Linked DNA regions of Bombyx mori: region 1 is linked to region 2. Evidence: chromatin contacts called from public Hi-C data. All regions are on one chromosome and are shown on one strand. Each heading gives the region's core, a stretch centred on a gene start, on an enhancer-like site or on the middle of the called end of the contact. The rest is flanking DNA. Distances are from core to core; before and after follow the strand shown.

Region 1 (3,265 bases), core at 333-2,832, 360 kb before region 2:
CGTCTCCCGCTTGGGTCGTGTCGTTGCAAAGGTCGATACTTAATTCCGTCAAGTGATCTTAAACAAAACATGAACATAATACAGTGAGTGATGGCTCTCTGAGAACGTGCATGGCTCGATGGATGTGTACAATGTGGCTACAGCACTACAAGCGCGTGACAAGTGTGTGGCGAACTCATCGGATATTAACCTGAGAAAATCTTCGTTGTACACCCCGCCGTTGTCGTCGTCATATGATTGAAAATGGATCTCTGGTGTCGGAGGCGGACTCTGGGGACTGTACTCCCAGGTCATTTTATCCTTGGTAGTTTCTTCGTCGGTAACATGATTCAAGTTGATAGGAGTTGGCGATCGTCTGCTTTGTCCAACGTTGATAGATTCCGAGCTATTAGATAGGATAGTTTTCGTTCTAGTTGGCGAATACCTTTCAGGTTTGAAATCGCCATTTGGAATCGTGTGGTCTTCGACTGATTCTTGACCAAAGCTAGAGATTCTCGTAGAAAATAACAGGGGAGTAGAATCGGATTTTTCATTATAGTACTTTACTTCGGCGGATTGGAGTCTTCCTTTCTTATCTTCCGTCAAACATATGTATCCTTGGCCGTAATCGATCCAGCTGTTTGACGTTTTAGCGGATTTTCTGAGGAGATCTGTGTAGTGCTCAACAAGATCTTCGAAGCCTGGTTGATTGTCAGGTATGGTACCGCTTAGGATGTGTCTAACACATTCAACAGCTTCATGGACACCGGCGTAGGTGATCACGATAGATACCATAAGTCCCATTGTAATATATCAGCACTTAACTAAAGGAATGTTTAGGGTTTTTTGATTGAACTCAACTAAAAGGGGAGGGATGTCTGTAGCGATATATCGCTGTGGCAAGATTTGAACAACTGAAATTAAAGTGTTATTGTGTGCCAATGAATTCAATCCAGATTTAGACTAGCTTGGCGTTGCCCAAAGTATTACATTTTACACGATCGCTCAAGGCTGAGGTCGCTGTGTTTTCCGAACCGGTAATATATGTGTTCCAATCAATTAATAGATTGGTAACAAATCTTTTTAATAGTCAGTTAATCTTATGTGGCGTAGGTGGACAATTCACAGTAGAATCTCCATTATCCAACAAAAAGACATTATGTTGTCTTGGAAGAATGCTTATCAGAAATTTATTGTAAAACATTTTTTTAGAAATTTCTTATTGATATATCGACTGTTTGACTTCGACATATTTATTTATTTATTGCGTACACGACGTAGGGAAACAGTCTTCTAAAAACATTCTGTTTGCTCTACTAATTCACTAACTACTACTCTAATCGTTACGGATTGATTTATGTTGTTGCAAATATATTATGCATATTAAAATTAAGATCCCTCTACATAGTTAAAACTTGGCTTTGACAACAAGGTGATATGATGCGTGTGACATTTGTTAGCCATATGGATGTTATTATCTGTAAATAAATCATTTGTAAATTGAGCCAATGAATGTTTGCTATTATCATAGGCGTCTTGGATTTACGTTTTCTACCTGGTCTTAAACTTTAATTTAAAAATAATAGTTTAAAGAAACTAACAAAATACGTTTTTATAGAAAGTTCAACTAAAAAATAGAAAATAAATTTTAAGAAATTTGAAAAAAAAAATTTCTTACACATTTTTAATAAATAAATTTTAAGAAATTTGAAAAAAAAATTTCTTACACATTTTTAATTCAAATTTATTAAAATTTATTTTCTATTTTTAGTTGGATTTTCTATAAACGCGTATTTTGTTAGTTTTTTTAAACTATTATTTATTTTTCATTTTTTAGTTGAATTTCAATTTTTTCAATTTTTTTTTAATGTTGGATTTGTCATCGATCCTTAATAAGTTTACCAAATTTCGAGTTAATCCGACGTTTTGAAGGGGGTCAAAATCATGTTCAAAGATTTCGTTACAAACTAAAATACTAACATACATACGTCTGAAGCTAATAAAAGCGTATTAAAAATAGTTAATTTTACGAAAGACTTCATTGGTGGCAGCGTGTAATCATCCTACGTGAGTTTTGTTTTAGTGATATTATGGAATCTTTTGAGACCGCAGGGGTCGGTACTACCATCCTGCCTATGTCTATCTAACCTAACAGTTATGCGTTCCAGTTTAAGGGATGCAACAATTACGGTTTGAGTCCATAGACATCACACCGTGATCACCGCTATCCACGTTCACACTAGAAGTCTAAGACTCCAGCTTTAAAGATTACGCGAATTATAATTTTGCGGGTTTGATTTTCGTTACACTTCCACTGAGTTTCTGGCCGTATCTTCTCAGTGGGTCGCGTTTCCGATCCGGCGGTAGAAGCACTGCTCTTGCTAGGTTCAGTGTTAGCGTCACTCCGTTTTGAGCCCCGTGAGCTCACCTACTAGTTAAGGTTACGCTGAAATAGCCTCTAAAGGCTATCAGTTTAGGTAGGAAAAAACAATCGTTGTTATTCTTTCATGGCGCAAGTCCTTCGTGCACATGTGTTAAGTACGTAGTTCATTAGATAATTTGTTACCTGCCAGCGGGATTCCTTATCGTTTAGGCTACGATAACTTCTCTTTTTCTTTTTTATTTCTAGTTTCTTAGTTTAGTTTAGTGAAGGAATAATTTAGCAGAAAAGCGGCAATAAATTTTAATTTTAATTCATGCCTTTTTTTTATAAATTATGCACGTGTCATTGACCTTTAAAAAACCCGTTGCACACGTAACTAACATGTACTAATATAATATATGTCGCTCATAAAACGCGCGCCGGATAAAATTCGCAGATTGTTTTGAAATAATGCCAGACCGAATAGAACTCAATGGCCGCGACGGTTCGCTTTAAAAAAATAGTATCAATTCCGATTTTTTTTTTTTTAAATGAAAAACAATCTATTTTCATAAACAGCAGCGGAAAATTGTTTTAATGTTGTTTTTTTAGCTAGAATAGGCTTATATTAAAACTGATGACGCCTTATTTATTATTGTTCAAATCAATTATATGTATGGCGGAAAATTCCACACACGAAATCGGATTTAAGACTTGGTGTTAGTCGAAGAGATATTAAGATTTTATTGAATTTGCATCTCAAATCTCAGGGTGGTGGTGTTTTTTTTTTTTTTTTTTATTGCCCTTGCAGGCAAACTAGCATACGGCCCACGTGATGGTGAGTGGTTACCGTCGCCCATGGACTTCAGCAATGCCAGGGGCAGAGCCAAGCCGCTGCCTACCAAAGCTGCTGGTGTCCTCGTT
Region 2 (3,044 bases), core at 543-3,042:
ATGTCCAGCAGTGGGCAGATAAAGGCTGATGATGATGATGATAATGATGATGATGATGAAAATGATGATGAAGATCAACAGCGATCGTGAGATAGTTTTTATGGTGCACGTACAGTCAAGTTTAAATGAATATCGATTAAGCCTGTTGTGATCATACCATTACCTCGTCTTCCAATCTAAGAGACTAGAAAACTGTTTCTTTACTATGATCATTCGAGAAAATCGCGATCCAAATAACAATGGATCGGGATACGAAGAATGCTCTAATTGAAAACCTCTTTTCATTTAATATCGGTTCAGAGTATTTCTGTTCTATCGCAATCATTAATCGATGCATGGGGGTCAAGGGGAGTTCGACATCGGCAAGCTTCGTAAACCTAGTTTGAAGGACAATCAGTGATGTAGGCTGATTTGATTGAAGACATAATTAGCATAAGCGGTTATGTGAAAGTGTATATATATAATGTTGTATTTAGAGCACGAAGATATAGACATGAGCAAGAAAAATTAATAATTTCAATTATTTAAATTAATTTAATTTATTTAAATTTAGAATTGCTGATACTTGAAATGATTGACTGCGTGAGTGAATTCTTCATCTTCTTCAAAGTATGAAACTTTAGATTCTCATTTGTACACAAATATTCTATTCAAAAATTCTACTTTAATTATTTATTTACTATTTATTTTTATTTATTTAATTATTATTTATTTACTACGTGGGAACCCACCATGATTATATCCCAAGAAAACCACCCTATGATGCAAGGAATGAATAAGATAAGTTATCTGATATTTAATTAGAAGATAAGAATATTCTATATGTTATAAAGAAAACGATCGTAAAATGTTTATGAAGACCATGATAAGCCTATAACTAAAACACGATAAAGCCGCAAAAATATGTAGACCTCTGGAAAAGTTTCTAACAAATCGACTATCTTTACTAATTGTGAATTAAGAGGGGGGTGAGGTAGTTCTTTTTTCGTGGTTGCCTGCGATTTCGACAACAATAACATCGAACAGGGATATAGTTCTTACGGAATAGAATTAACAAGATATAGTTGAATATTTGTAGTTTGATTTAAAATCAATGTGTTTTGTTATTCGCGTAAACCTCGACAGGTATTTCAAAGCTTACTCTGTTCCACTGCAGGTACACAAACATTTACAACATTTCTCATATAAGCGTTTCTTCTTTTATTGCCACTGTAGGCAGGCAAGCCTGTTCATCTGGTGGTAAGTCGTTACAGCCACTTGTGAACGTCAGCAACGATACGGACACAACCATATAGTTTTCTACCGCTAACTACAATTAGATTACTGAAAACTGCCCCAAAATCTTATCAATGATCAATGCTAGTGTGTGATTAATAAAATGATGGCCTACAGTATGCTACATCAAATAATCATTATATATAACATTTTATAAATATTCATTTAATTTGATATGGTTTTTTTTTTTTTTTTAAATTTTTAAGAATTCTGATAAAATTTTAATTTTAATTTTATTGTATTTTGATTAAAACATTATGTGTGAAATTTTATGGGCTTAAGTTGCCTGAAATAAACGCATTTCATTGCCATTTCACATAATAGAATTTCATAGAAATAAAAAATTAGAAAACTTTTAAACTATGACTAATATCAACTCGTCTTGCAGTGGTTAGCGTGAAATATAAATAACAAATGTTAACAAAAAAAATCATGAAATTACCGCTTTCACGAATAGCTACATCTATGTGAAATAGTGGTAGCATGAAGCCAAGGGGTGGCATGACGAGTAGCGGTCAGTTTTCGCCCCGCGCTCGACCGGTCGATCCGTGACCATGGGTCAAGTGAACGTAGAACATTAGTCGACAAACACAGCCAACATGACCGATGATATACCAGGTAAAGCTAGCATATTCAATTCAGACTATAATAAATAATAGTTTTAAAAAAACTAACAAAATACGCTTTTATGGAAAATCCAACTAAAAAATAGAAATTAATATTGAATGAAAAATAGTGTAAGAAAAAATGATTTTATGGTAAAAAAAAAACTGGGTGCTTTTCAGAATATTATCAAAATAGCCCTTCTCCTCACGGTCCTTAATAAGTATACCAAATTTCGAGTTAATCCGACGTTTTGAAGGGGGTCAAAATCATCTTCAAAGATTCCGTTACAAACATACATACGTCTGAAGCTAATAAAAGCGTATTAAAAACGTCCCTAAAATAAACATTATATTTTAGGATTTCACACACAACTGTAATGTCATTTAGGTTTAATTTTTTCAATACGAAATTCATTAACTATGATTTTGTCCAGACGAAAATGGTTCCATCTAGAATATTATTAATCATTCTACGCTTAGATCTTGCAACAATCGATTTTTTTTTGTTAATATTAATTTTCAGTCAATATAAATTTCATTAAAACCATTTGTCTATTGAAGTCTACATAAAAACTGAAGATAAAATTATCTAATTAATTTGTATTAATTTGTAGCATTCACGTAGTGTTTATCGGGAGTAATCGATTTGCTTGTAGTCTGCACGTATTATTTACATAGTAACAATTAAAATAACTTGAAGTCTGCAGTCTAGTTATTACAAATCATCTATTGTATATTTAATAGGGAAGTAAAAGAAAATCTATATACTAATACGTGAAGCAAAAACTTTGTATCCCTTTTTACGAAAATTGCGCAGACGGAAAAGTATGAAATTTTCCACACTTATAGAGAATATAGAGAAGAAGTGCACAATGCTAATATTTTTTTAAAATAATGCATAAAAGATACATTAAATCAATAAAGAAAACATTACACACACTACATACCATGTATTTGACGCACACACGCATGCATACTATTCATTGTCAAACTTTTGTTCTTGACGTCTGTGGTCAAATTGAGAATAGATTAAATATTGTTTGTCTTTATTAATATTTTTATAGTGTAGCCTTGGCGAAATTTGTGATTATAGAAGTATAAAATTACAATCATAATAAAGTACAAACTTACAATTCCAATTAATTATAGTCGAATTTCGACTAC

What was found. Hi-C and Micro-C count contacts between places; a contact is called where the count stands out from the background.
Region 1: a contact with region 2 is called in a Hi-C map of middle silk gland, with 1.7 times the contacts expected there. The contact joins the promoter of LOC134200940 here to the promoter of LOC101742490 in region 2. A contact is called at or near these places in 2 of 7 Hi-C or Micro-C datasets (middle silk gland and whole pupa).

What each region holds. Positions count from the first base shown.
Region 1 is chr22:2,776,018-2,779,282 of ASM3026992v2, reverse strand. LOC134200940 reads right to left here and starts at 1,582. Exons shown (of 2, transcript XM_062674869.1): 1 at 191-1,582; 2 at 1-57. The coding sequence starts at 783. The region is part of intron 6 of LOC101741761 (four and a half LIM domains protein 2); the gene reads right to left.
Region 2 is chr22:2,420,654-2,423,697 of ASM3026992v2, reverse strand. It overlaps LOC101742490 (X-linked retinitis pigmentosa GTPase regulator), which reads left to right and starts at 1,792. Exons shown (of 8, transcript XM_004924743.5): 1 at 1,792-1,893. The coding sequence starts at 1,875.